4 separate regions of the Mus musculus genome follow, and all the other regions are linked to region 3. A link is a contact called in public HiChIP or PLAC-seq and Micro-C data. All regions are on one chromosome and are shown on one strand. The core of a region is the stretch at or near the end of the contact, and the rest is flanking DNA. Distances in the headings are between cores, read along the strand shown.

Evidence for each region. A called contact is a pair of places that touch in the nucleus more often than the background predicts. HiChIP or PLAC-seq counts read pairs in DNA pulled down with a chosen protein or histone mark.
Region 1: an H3K27ac HiChIP or PLAC-seq map of extraembryonic endoderm stem cells shows a contact between it and region 3. The contact joins the enhancer-like site here to the promoter of Zc3hav1l in region 3. A contact is called at or near these places in 7 of 39 promoter capture datasets (the C10 cell line, Sertoli cells, cranial neural crest and 2 more), 14 of 484 Hi-C or Micro-C datasets (the 3T3-L1 cell line, the Ba/F3 cell line, the C10 cell line and 6 more), 10 of 115 datasets of contacts at active chromatin or transcription factors (SST interneurons, craniofacial prominence, embryonic basal ganglia and 6 more) and 2 of 9 other capture datasets (embryonic stem cells and pancreatic islet).
Region 2: a contact with region 3 is called in a Micro-C map of embryonic stem cells, with 1.6 times the contacts expected there. The contact joins the promoter of Tmem213 here to the promoter of Zc3hav1l in region 3. A contact is called at or near these places in 3 of 39 promoter capture datasets (3T3-L1-derived adipocytes, embryonic stem cells and liver), 1 of 484 Hi-C or Micro-C datasets (embryonic stem cells) and 4 of 115 datasets of contacts at active chromatin or transcription factors (all in embryonic stem cells).
Region 4: a contact with region 3 is called in an HNF4G HiChIP or PLAC-seq map of pancreatic cancer cells. The contact joins the enhancer-like site here to the promoter of Zc3hav1l in region 3. A contact is called at or near these places in 4 of 39 promoter capture datasets (the 3T3-L1 cell line, the C10 cell line and embryonic stem cells), 1 of 484 Hi-C or Micro-C datasets (embryonic stem cells), 4 of 115 datasets of contacts at active chromatin or transcription factors (embryonic stem cells, extraembryonic endoderm stem cells, large pre-B cells and 1 more) and 1 of 9 other capture datasets (embryonic stem cells).

What each region holds. Positions count from the first base shown.
Region 1 is chr6:38,142,925-38,145,904 of GRCm38.p6, reverse strand. The region is part of intron 15 of D630045J12Rik (RIKEN cDNA D630045J12 gene); the gene reads left to right. It overlaps Gm52858 (a long non-coding RNA gene), which reads right to left. Exons shown (of 3, transcript XR_003956278.1): 2 at 2,630-2,980; 3 at 1-484. Among named protein-coding and RNA genes, the nearest start is that of Gm52858, 4.4 kb to the right of the region's middle. Within about 2 kb of position 1,619, at least 101 of the 459 cell types and tissues checked have an H3K27ac peak or open chromatin away from gene starts, as enhancers often do. A contact at or near this core is called in embryonic fibroblasts, embryonic stem cells, extraembryonic endoderm stem cells and 4 more, where this site is marked.
Region 2 is chr6:38,107,632-38,110,696 of GRCm38.p6, reverse strand. It overlaps Tmem213 (transmembrane protein 213), which reads right to left and starts at 1,344. Exons shown (of 3, transcript NM_029921.1): 1 at 1,142-1,344. The coding sequence starts at 1,286. The region is part of intron 1 of Atp6v0a4 (ATPase, H+ transporting, lysosomal V0 subunit A4); the gene reads left to right.
Region 3 is chr6:38,297,745-38,300,594 of GRCm38.p6, reverse strand. It overlaps Zc3hav1l (zinc finger CCCH-type, antiviral 1-like), which reads left to right and starts at 1,336. Exons shown (of 4, transcript NM_172467.3): 1 at 1,336-1,731; 2 at 2,508-2,643. The coding sequence starts at 1,355.
Region 4 is chr6:38,070,636-38,073,875 of GRCm38.p6, reverse strand. It overlaps Atp6v0a4 (ATPase, H+ transporting, lysosomal V0 subunit A4), which reads left to right. Exons shown (of 21, transcript NM_080467.3): 13 at 1,870-2,027. Among named protein-coding and RNA genes, the nearest start is that of Svopl, 25 kb to the right of the region's middle. Within about 2 kb of position 1,560, at least 35 of the 459 cell types and tissues checked have an H3K27ac peak or open chromatin away from gene starts, as enhancers often do. A contact at or near this core is called in extraembryonic endoderm stem cells and pancreatic cancer cells, where this site is marked.

The sequences.
Region 1 (2,980 bases), core at 370-2,869, 150 kb after region 3:
CTAACTACAGATGCCCCTGTAGAGCAAAGGAGCAAGCAGTTTCTCTTCCTTTCTCTGAATTTAGGTCCCCCTGACCAGGGAGGAAACACACACACACACACACACACACACACACAGAGTCACTCCAGCTTTTCTGGCAACAGATGGGTGTTCCTGTTCTGCTGGAAGCATATGTCCTAACACTCCAAACACTGGTGGTGGTACGCTCAGTGTGTAGAAACTGTACTCGTAGTCTTAGTATAGTCACCTGGTCCTTTCATAGGCCTAGTAATGGACACCGCATTCCCTCCTTCCCCACACAGCCTTTGCTAGCAGCCTGGGCTTGGCTTCTCGGAGGAGCCAGCAGTTGATGCTTGTTTTCCAGCCTCCAACTGAGTTCTCTGTAGGGAGGGAGGTTGGTTTTCCTTGGACTCTTCCTTTGTCTTCATTGATGACCAGCGCAGGCTTTCCTCATGGTGTCCTGGACCCTCCTTTTGGGTTTAACCTAATTTGGGGGAATACAATCTTGTTATGTTGCCCAGGCTAGCCTCAGATTACTAGCTCAAGCAATCTCCTACTGGGAAGGCAGATGGAAGCCGTGGGGCCTGGCTTGGATCGCCCTTTGTTTTCTCCATTTTCTCCTTTCACAGAAAGTACAAGGGTTTCCTCAGAGGATTTCCTACTTTGCCTCCAGGGCTGCCTTTCCAAAGATTCCCTGCTCAGAAAATCCTCCCTAGATGTCCTTAACTTTTTACTCTCCCTAAAATTCTGTGATGTGTGTTTTAAAAATAATGCCTTTCTCAGAGTTTACCTTTCACTAGCTAGATTTTCTTTTACCTTTAAGACCATATGTGTACTACATAGTTTGAAATTATCTGGAATTTTCCATTTTTCCTCTCAAAATAACCTCTCCTTGAGGGCTGTCTCCCCAAATCCTCAACCCTGTCTGCTTATGCAGTCATCTCTCAGGTTTAGGCCCGGAAGACTTCTGCCCTCAGGCTACATCCAGCCTGCTGCTGTTTTGGTCAACACTGGGCCTTTTTGTAAGACTGCCACACCCTTGCTTGCATGCTGTCTTTGGCTGCTTTTTGAGTTGGGTTGTGACCAACTTTTTATGACTTGAAGAACCTAAAATATTTATTGTCTGGCTCTTGACTGAAAGTTTTTGTTGGCTCCAGGCCTGCCGGTGCCTATGCACAGCCCCAGCCGCTTGGGAGGCGGCAGCCAAGCCGCTGGCTTGAGCTCAGGAGTTTGGAGAGAGAGAGAGAGAGAGAGAGAGAGAGAGAGAGAGAGAGAGAGAGAGGCTCTGTCTCCTTAAAACAACATCAGCAACAAAAGCTGCAAGGTTGTTGAGCCCTTACTGTCATTTAGTGTCCAAAGTAGATGCTCCTGGAAGGGAAAGGAAGTTCTCTTAATGATTAAACCAGGGCAGCAGGCACACAGCTAAACCAGGATGTCAAGCCAGTCTTTTAAGAGCCCACTAAGGACTGCAAAATAGCCACTGCAGGACATGACCTACGATGTCGTCTGAAGAATGACAGGAGCAGGAATCTGTTGTAAAATGCTGTCCTCTGGGCATGACATGACCATGGCCATTTGAGATCAGAGCAGCTGTGTTTTTCCTGAGCATCTCAGGAGCAGGCCCAGGAAACTCAAGGCCCCTCCCTTAGGATTAATCATTGCCAGGATGAAAATTTTCCTGCTGTCAGGCGGTTGCCCATGCGCCTTTAAGCCTCACTTCTGTAAAGAAATCCAAGTTAAACTTGGCTCACCAAGCTACACTTAAGGAGGACTGCTTGTGGTTTTGGTACCCCGTCTGGGATGAGCTGGTGGCTGTCCGCGTCTGAATGAATGGGCCCTGAAGCAGAATGGGGTCAGCAGACCTGAATTCAAGAGAGTAGACTTTAAGTTCTAACCCAAGCTTCCTTAGGAAACCTTAAGTCCATGGGTTTGCGTTTGTTGAGTTCCGTCCCCACGTGAAGCACATCGCCAAAGGGTGGGATGTGGGAAAGGGACGCTTGACTTTCAAATTCTCAAGAGGCAACAAGGAGACAGAGGCGTGGGAAGTTCTGACCTGTGGCTCTCTGTTGGTTTTCTGGTAGGTTTTCTGTGCCAGTGGGAACCCAAAGGAACCACCCTTCCTTCCCAGCCTGAACCTGTCTGTCCTGCTCCAAAAATTAAACTGTCTCTGTCTTTCCTTCTTTAAAGTGTGACCAGGAAGGATGAGAAGGGAGGGGCCTAGAGTATTGGGACTCTGACGTTTAGGCGCGCACACACACAGGGTTTAAAATAAATCTTTAGCTGGGCATGGTACTGTATGCCTTTAATACCAGCACTGACTACAGAGACAGGGGGATCACTGTGTGTTCAAGGCGCCAGCTTGGTCTGCATAGGAAGATCCAGGCCAGTGAGAGACTCTGTCTCAGTAAATTAAATGAAAAAGAGGGAAGATTGGGGGGGGGGTGGAATGCCACCTTGTTTCTCTGATTCTTATCTCTTAAATAGTGGGGACAGGACATTAAACTTTTCTTAATTACTCAGATACCTTTATTTTAGAGACATGGTTTCTGACTATTTGTTAGTCTTTACTATTGTGAACAGTTTTTAAATGGGTACTGAATTCTTTCTACACACACATAGTCTGTTCTACCTTTGGTTTTCACAGCCACAGAAAGTTGCCTGGGTCTCCTTAGTGTGTTTACTTGGAAGTCTGATTTGTGGCTGCTTAGGCTTCTCAGTGAAGATGTCCTTCCCCGGGTCTGACATCTATTTTACGGTTGAGTTTTACAGAAAAGAAGTTGTGAAGTATTCTCATTGGGTTTTTCTCAGTTGACATCTTTGCCTCATATAAAACATGATGCCTATTAAGAGAGATGACTTTTAATTCTTATGACAAACCCTTTCCCACAAAGTAGGACCATTTTTAAATTCCACTCTGCCCCAGAATTTAGCTTCACACTCCACCCCATGCCCCACGGAAGCACACATGTCATTCTCCCCC
Region 2 (3,065 bases), core at 95-2,594, 190 kb after region 3:
TATCAGGGGCTTTATATTTGAATATCACCCTTCAGTGTTCTAAGAACCAACCAGGGATTGGTGAACTAGGGGAGACCCAAAAGGCACTGTCATGGTAAACAGAAGAAGAACAACCATAAAACCTCGCCCCCTCAATGTATCAGTATGTGGTTGATAAATTGATAATAATCATAGCTGCTGGCATTAACTGTGTGCTTGTTTTGTTGTAAATTATTTACAAGCTGTGACTCATCTCCTCTTTACAAAATAAATCACAAACCACCCTTGACTCCCCAGTGTTATAAACAAGGAATCTGGGGCACAGAGAGGTAAAGTAATTTGCTCAAGATCACACAGCTAATAAGCAAGATGAGGAGAGAGGCGTCAAGGTTCTGTAGCTCTGAAGGGTCCCAAGAGCCTTCTGACAGTTCCTAGACTAGAGACTCAGGATGACAGAGTATTGAGAAGGGTGTGCCAGGGAGTGGGGTCACTCCAAGGAAGCTTGAGACAAGGTCAGTGCCAGGATCAGGAGAGACGAAGCCAGACTGCTAGATGCTCAGGTGTAGAACCCAGCTAGGAAAGCTAAGCCTCTTCCCATGTGAGAAAAGAAACTACCCAGGGTGAGAAACTGTGCTGTGCTTCTGATGCCAGCCCTGAGGAGGCGCAGGGAGGGGGAGGGGTAGGAGGAGGTTAGAGAGCCGAGGTAGCAGCGGTCCAGTTTCAAATTGGCCCGGGCAGTCCGGGTTGGAAGGAGCCTCTGCGGCGGTGCTAAGGGGAGGTGAGGGTCCATCCTGAGGGAGCCTTGGAAGAGCTATGGGAAATAGCAGGGGAGCCAGCCGTACCCCTTTCTACAAGTTTGGTCCCCTGATGAGTGAGATGCCTGCTGGCAAATTGGCAAATTTGTTTGTTGTGTTTTGTTTTGTGGCAAGGGTCAACAGGGGTGATTGCTGCTGTCCTACCAAAGGAATTGATTGCCAGGAACCCAAGACGCCCCCAGCTGACTCCCACCCCTGCCGGCTCTGTTTCTAATCCTCCAGGGAAGGGACTCCCGTTTCCTCTTTCCTCTGGGCAGGACCAACCCTGGCCAAGGAATCCTCCCCTTCCCTGAGTCCTGCCCTCCCCTTTCCAAGGTGGCCAAGAACTAGCTCAGAACTACTGTTACCTGTACCGCAGGATAAGTGGAAGGAGGTGAGGACCAGGCTGAAGAGGAGGGCGGCCTGCGGGGCAGAGGTGAGGTGCCCAGGGTTTCGGAGGAAGACACCTGACTGGGCCATGTTGCTGCAGAGGTGCCCTGGGGTGGAGAACATGTGTCCTGTGTGTGCTGGGTTTGAGGTGACTCCTGTCCTGCAGGAACTGGGAGTCTGTTCAGTGTTTGGGGGTAAAGAAAGAAGGTGGAGCCAGGTGAAATGCCTGTCACACCTGCCTCTGTAACTGTGGCTGGGGGAGGGGAGGGGCAATCCCGGCCTCCTTCCCTGAGACAAGAGTTCCCATTGAGGAAGAGGGAGGCGATTCCCTTAGACCTGCACTTGCTGTTGCTTCAGCTGCAGGCATAGTGTAGATTCTCTAAATCAATTACTTATTGATTTGAGTAATTATCAATTATTTATTGCTTACCTGCAGCTGTGTGCACTGAACTATGCTATAACCTGCAAACACCCCAGCTTAGCGTGTTGGCATTACAGAAACCCAAGATCCTGAGCAACCTGGGAAGTGATTGCATGACTAAGGACTCTGGGCATCAGCAACAAGAGTCCAGTCACCTCTGCTGATGAGACACTTTAGGGAGCAAAATGACATTCAGACAGGGCCTTGAGGAATGCATAGGATTTTGACAGGTGGAGAGGAGAAAGAGGCCCTGCAGTAGGAAACTCCTTTGAAGCCCACTGTGACCCTGACATAGATAAATTTGGTCCCACTCTGGATAGGGAGATTTGTGCCTGTGTCAGGAAGCAAGAGGGAGGCTGTGTGAAGGTCCTGAACTGAGTAGTGGCAATCTGTGACTGCTGCTTTTAGCCTAAATGTTTGACTGACAGTATTCTTAAGTGTCCTTACCTAAGGCAGTACATTCCAAGAACTCAAGTGGATGCTTGAAACCATGAATACTGCTGGAATACACGCGCATGCATTGCACGTACGCACTTTCCTAGAAATGCATACCTATGGTAACGTTTAATTTATGGTTATAGTAAGATTACTAACACAACTAATAATTAAGCAGCAATTATAACAATGTATTATGTACTATTTAAAACTTAGGAATGCCTGGTTGTGGTAGTGGTGGTAGAGCATGCTTTTGATCTCGGCATGCCTGAAAGAGAGATGGATCTCTGAGTTTGAGAGCAGCCTGGTTTACAGAGTGAGTTCCAGGGCAGCCAGGGCTACACAGAGAAACTCTGTCTCCAAGAACAAAATAGTGGGTGCTGGAGGAATGGCTTAGTGGTTAAGAGTACTAATTGTTCTTCCAGAGGACCTGGGTTCAATCCCCAGCACACAATGGCAGTTCACAACTGTTTGTAACTCCAGTCCCAGGGTATCTGACACCAATACACATGAAATAAAATTTTTAAAAAGGAGTCTTGCTTATAAATACAACAATAATAACAATTTAGGAATTGCTTCTGGAATTTTCCACTTAATATGAACAGCGTATAACTGAGGCCAAGTAACTGAAATCTCAGGAAGTGAAAGCGGAGAAGAGGGAGCTGACATCGGTGTGTTGCATCGGTGTGTTCCACACTCAACCCTGAGGGTGAAAAGCGCCCAGGAGCGCCATTTGAGACTCTGAGGTAACAGACATGGTTTCTGTCCTTGAGGAGCGCACACTCCATCAGAGACCAAGCAAGGAAGAACTTGAATGCAGTATGGAAAGACAGTAATGGAAAGAGGGGAGGGATAGTGGTTATTTTGGAGCGGGGGGGGGGGGGGGGGGGGCGGGCAGGGGAGGAGCATACAGAGGAAGTGACGTCTAGCTGCATGTTGACGTTTGCATATGCAGATGGGAGTTGATGGGTTCTTCCAGTGGCAGCAGGGCTAGCTCAGAACTTTATCCCCTGTGTACCTACACACAGCCCAGTAAGGATCACTAT
Region 3 (2,850 bases), core at 87-2,586:
TTTAATCTGGAATGAATTACAATCCAGAATTCTGAAATTGAATATATTTCTAAGGGCAAGGTCTTTGGCTGAGTCGGGATCTCACCCATTTGGTTAGTCTAGCCAATTAGCTGCCCCTGTGGATCCTGCCACTGCCTACCAAGTGCTTGCATTACAAGTGGCCCCCACATCTTCCTGTATTTGTATAGGATCTGGGCATTCAAATTCCAGCCTCACACTTGTCTAGTAAGTGTTTTATCCACTGGGCTGTCTTCCCAGTCCATCTATTCTGTAACATACAGAATCAGTCTTATTAAACTTCTGGATACACTTGCTTACAACATCAGTGCCCTTGAAGTAAAATTCTTCCCTATCTCTATCTTGCTTGAACGTCTCTTCTCTCTGTGTGCATGTGGTTTTCATTCCTCTCTAACCCCTTTCTCAACTTGAATCTTTCTTTTTTCAGTTGTATCTTAGGTCGGCTTCTCTCAGAGGCAAACAGAGAAGGATTGTTTGAGAGCAGACCCTTTACAAGGTAATCCCAAGGAACCACTTCTCAGTTTACATTTTCGGCTGGGCTCCCTGGTAAGCAGATAAGGATTCCATGTAAACCGTTTCTTAGTAGGGAGGGAACACAGGGAAAGGCAGGTTCTACAGGAGCAACAGGGTTCTTTTCCATTAAGGAATCATAGCGACGAAACCATAGAATATCTCTCGACCACTCCGTAGAGGAATAATACGCTAGGAATTTGTCCATTGTTAGGAAGGAAAATCCTTTTAGGTTTAGTGGGTGTTTATGTATATTGTCACCAATTTGACAATAGGAAAAATGTTTATTTATAAGCTGACAGAGAAAAATCAACAATATCATGGCTCAATCCCATCTGAGGCATGGAGCTGATTGATCAGTATTATGGTGTGTGTTCAATAAACCATCCCTATCTGACTGAAATCGGGGTTTGTGTAAGCTCGTGGGGCGACTCATGGACCCCAACACTTAGGAAGTTTTTACCCACTGTGCTGGTTCCTTACTAGGTTTTTTGAGACAGGGTGTCATGTAGTCCAGGCTAGCCTCCAACTCCCCTTTGCAAAGGACGCTGGCCTTGATCTCGGCCTTTTCTTGCCCCCACCTCCCAGGTGCTAGCTAACATTCCAGGCGCGCGCCCCCAGGCTGGGAGAACCACTTCAGCAGTTTACATTCTTTGCAGCCCTCCCTGTTATCCGGTATCTGCCAGGAACCCAGGAGCCAGGAATGTTGCAGGGGCTCAGGCCCTGCCTTCTGAGGCCCGGCCCCCTACAGCTCGCAGGCTCCGGTCGGGGCCGCGGCGGGGAGGAGCCTGGAGGCCCCGGGCTGGCGGGGACGCGCTGGCGGGCCATGGCGGACCTCACTCTGTGCGCGTTCCTCACCAAGGTGCTGTGTGCTCACGGCGGCCGCATGTTCCTGCAGGACCTGCGCGGCCACGTGGAGCTGTCGGAGGCGAAGCTGCGGGCCGTGCTGCGGCGCGCGGGTCCAGAGCGCTTCCTGCTGCAGGAGGTGGAGCTGCGCGACGGCCCGTGGGACGCAGAGGCCGAGGTGGCGGCGGGCGAGGGCGCGGGCGCGGGCTCAGGCGGCGGCGCCACGGCCTGCAGGGTGATGGCCGTGTCCTCCGCGCGCCTCTGCGCCCGCTACCAGCGCGGGGAGTGTCAGGGCTGCGACCAGCTGCACTTGTGTCGCCGCCACATGCTGGGCAAGTGCCCCCACCGCGACTGCTGGTGAGGGGCGGAGTCCTCAGTGTCCAGCGGGGCAGTGGGTGCGGGCGGGCGGGATGCGCCTTCCGGATGCTTCTCGGCGAGCCTGGGTGGGATGGGACAAAGGCCTTCGCGCTGGCCGCCCTGTGCACCTAGTCGCCGAGAGAAATAATATGGAAGGTCTCTCCACTGAGGTTTATTATTCACCCCCCCCCCGCCCCCCAATTTGCTGTCCCTGTCCCAGGATGCTAGGATGTTCCACAACAGCAGCCCGGTTGAATCCGTGTTGCCACTTTTGAATTCACTTATGCCAAATGCCGCTTGAGGGACACCTGGGGGCTTTATGGCCCGCGGAACTTCTGTTCCCTTCTCTCCCTCCTTCCATAACCACAGCCCTTTCGCGCTTAAAAATCTGGTGTCCAATCGCAGGAAACTGGTGGCAGGATGGGGTGAGGGCATAGTGCTGCATAGCCCAAGCCCAGTGCTTTGCAGCAATCCGGGAAGCTTTCTAGTGCTTTCTTTGTAGTGTTGGTGGACAAAGAGAGGCCAGCAGCTGTTGTTGGCCTGAAGATTACGTTTTAGTCTTTACAAAAACAGATAAGTAATCTCAAAAAAGCCTGAGGGTAGGGTACTCACAGAACAGGGAAATGACCCCTGGAAGCTGAGTTGCCTCAATCCGAATTGTTTTATTAGTACTTGGGGAATTCACTTGTGAAGTGGAAATGCCCTAGGCAGAGTTAGACCCACCAGCCTCTTCCCTCTTCTTGACCCGGCCTCCTGACTGCTTTGAACTCTTCTAGGTCTACCTGTTCTCTGTCCCATGATATCCACACACCTATCAACGTCCAAGTCCTGAAAAGCCGGGGGCTTTTTGGCCTCAATGAAGGGCAGCTGCGAATCCTGCTTTTGCAGAACGACCCCTGCCTTTTCCCAGAGGTGAGTCCTTGAGAAGTCGCCATCCTACCATCAACTGTGGCAAGGCTTTCTCTCACTGATGTCTATCCCTCGATGTTTGTGTTCTTTTGTTGGGATAGGATCTTAAATAGCCCAGGATGTTAGTGAACTTGTCATTTAGCTGAGGCTAGCTTTCTGTTCTGCTAATCCACGCCCCTTCAAAGGCGAAGGTGATAGGGAGCCACCTCC
Region 4 (3,240 bases), core at 311-2,810, 230 kb after region 3:
CGGCACTTCAGAGTGCTAATGCTCCTCTATAAGAGCTGAGTGTGGTTCCCCAGCACCAGTCACTCTCTTGCTCCAGGGGATCTATCGCCCTCTTCTGACCTCCTCAGGCACCTGCACATATGTGGCATGTACTCACACAGATGCACACATAAGAAATAACTGTAAGAATCAATCTTTTTAAACATATGCATGTGATTGTCACTATAAGGAATAACATATATTTATAAAAATAACTCGATTCAACAAAAACTCTTAATCAGTGTGGGGTTTCTTGCTGTAGTGAACACATCTTTTTTCTTTTTCTTTTTGTGACATTATAAGACGTTGGCTTTTACTTTTTAAATTTTATTGATTTGTTTATTTATTTATATCCTTTTGAGACAGAGTCTCATCTATCCACACGTGGCTTCAAGCTCACTGTATAGTCAAGGGTAACTCTTTACTTCTGAGCTTCCTGCTTCTACTTATGGAGATCTGAGATTGCAGGCATACACTGCTATGCCAGGTTTATGTTGCATGCTAAACAAACTCAAAGCAGTGATTTTTGTTGATGGTTGAGGGTATTGGGGAACAAACCCAGGGCCTTGTGTGTGCCAAGCCCTATTATACCTGTTACATCATCATCGTCATCACCATCATCATTATCACCACTACCACCATCATCACCATCATAATTATCACCACCATTATTATCATATTATTATTGACAGGATCTCACTATATAATCGGAGCTAGTCTCAAACTCACAGAGATCTGCTTACTTCTTCCTCTGGAACGCTGGAATTAAATCTAGCCTCCTCTTAATATTTTAAAAACTTTCTTTACTCTGATTATAAAAGCAATATGTGGTAATTGTGTCAGATTACAGTCCAGAAACCTAGAGAAAGATCTTGATGAATGCTTTTGAATATATTTCCATTCTGTGTGTTTGTGCTTGTCTACAAATATGTACTTTTCAAAAATTGCCATCGAGAATCACACATTATTTGTAACTTCCTTTAAAACCTATCATATAGTACCATGAATATTTTGTTCATGGCAGAACTTTTAAGAAACCCCAAGGAGTCCTGGATATTAATGGTACCTCACTTCTCACTGACTTTGGCATGGTCTCCTTCCATAGTATTGTGAATATAGAGGCCCCCGGATGCCTGTGTTGGTTAATGGCAGATAAGCTCTTGGTCATACACTTGACAGAGTGGAGCCATGCCCTTAGCTATGTTCCAGACTATAAGAATGGCTACAGACCTCTGGCACATACTGGGTTGGTTAGAAGGAGTGCCGTGATGTCACTGTGAGTTAATCATAAGCCTGGCCAGTCTTGTGACCAATTCAGTCTTCCATGACAAGTTTAACAGAGGTCATTTTCCTTGGAGGACATTTAAAATTGCAAACGGACTTGTCATCAGCTCTTAGAATGAATGATATCCACAGCCAGCACCCCAGGAAGCTGCTTTCCCTAGCAGATGTGACAGATAGAAGCCCAACTGTGCTTTGTCTCTGTGAAGACAAAGCCCCAAAGGCATACAGACCTGTGATGATAGGACAGAGGCCAGCGCAGGGCCTGTCTCCTGGAGGTGCTGGAGACCACAGCATGCCAGCTCACTTAGTAGATGAGGCCTCAGTGTGCACAGCCATGCATTCTGTGGAAAGAGAGAATGTGAGGCTTACATGCTTTTGTTTGCACAGTGAATAAATGCCCAGGGTTCTCTAGCTGACCTACATAAGCTCGTGTGTGTAGGAATATGATGTCTGCCTTAGTCATGTCATCTCTCCCCCACACTACCGATGCTGGACATATCCCATGTCTCTCTCCCCTCCTGTATCACTTCAGAGCCCACTGACACTCACCCTTTTTTCCTGGACCAGATGTGGAACATCTTCTTCAATGGGCGCTATTTGATCCTGCTCATGGGTATCTTCTCCATCTACACCGGCTTGATCTACAACGACTGTTTCTCCAAATCTTTTAACATCTTTGGCTCCTCTTGGAGTGTCCAGCCTATGTTCAGAAACGGCACGTGGAAGTAAGTTTATAGCCTGCTAGGGCATGCTTGCAGGCCATCCAAAGACTGCAGGGCTCATGGCTCTGACCACAGCTGCCCCTGAAATTTTACCCAATAAGCTAATCTTTTAAAAAAAATTATTTATTAGTATTTTACATGTATGGATGTTTTACCTACATGCACATATATGTACAATATGTTCATGCAGCAGAGGACAGAAGAGGGCTTTGAATCCCCTGGAACTGCAGTTATAGCTAGCTTTTCTGAGCTGCTGTTTGGTTGCTGGGAATAGAATTCAGGTCTTCTGCAAGAGCAAGTACTTTTAACTGCTAGGCCAGCTCCGCAGTCCCTGTAGCCATTTTATCTACTTTGTGCAATAGATAAAAATAGATAACCCAGTAGCTGAACTGGTTGTGGTAGAGAGATAGCTTGTCCAATTCCAGCTCAATTAAATGCATGTTGAGGAGGGTGTGCCACGCAGCAGGCTCTGTGAAAATAGGTGGTATGGCACTTAGAAACTGAGCATCCCGGAAGGAGCTTCGTACCCAAGAGGGTGAGGTTGGCCATGGGCTTTGCTCTTGTGTGGAGATTTGCTAGCCAGGGATTTAGGAGTGAAGACTTGGCGTTAAAAAGGCAGGCATGGGTGATGAAGTATACAGACCCTCAGCTTTCAGTGTTGCTGCCCCCCCCCCACCACCACCCTCACCCGCCACACGAAGCAGGGCATTTCTTAGGCTGCTCAGGAAAGCAGGAGTTCAGTATTAAGAGCAAGGAGGAGATCATGAGTTTGCATTGCCAGCATCCTGGATTGCTTGTGGCTGACAGAGTCAGCATGGTGGGTGGAGGGTCTGAGAAGACAGTTGAATGGAAGCAGGGGCCTAGAAGCTCTCTAAGGCCACAATCTGTTCCTCCCATGTACCTTCCACAGCTGTTTGAGCAGCTAGTCAGACTGGAAGTATATATAACACTGCAGGGTTGTGGATCTAGGGAGAGAGGATTTCAGAGAGACAGAAAAGACACAGTTACAGCCTTGCTTCCTATCCTACCTCTTTCTCTTCCTCTTCCTTTTCCTCCTCCCCCTCTTCTTCCTCTTCCTCCTCCTCCTTTTCCTCCTCTTCCTCTTCCTCCTCCTCCTTCTCCTCTTTTCACGGGAGTGCTATAACATTCCTTTCCTTCTTCCCCTCCCCTCCTCTCCCCTCCCCTCCCCTCCCTTCTACTTCCTGTCTTTCTGTTT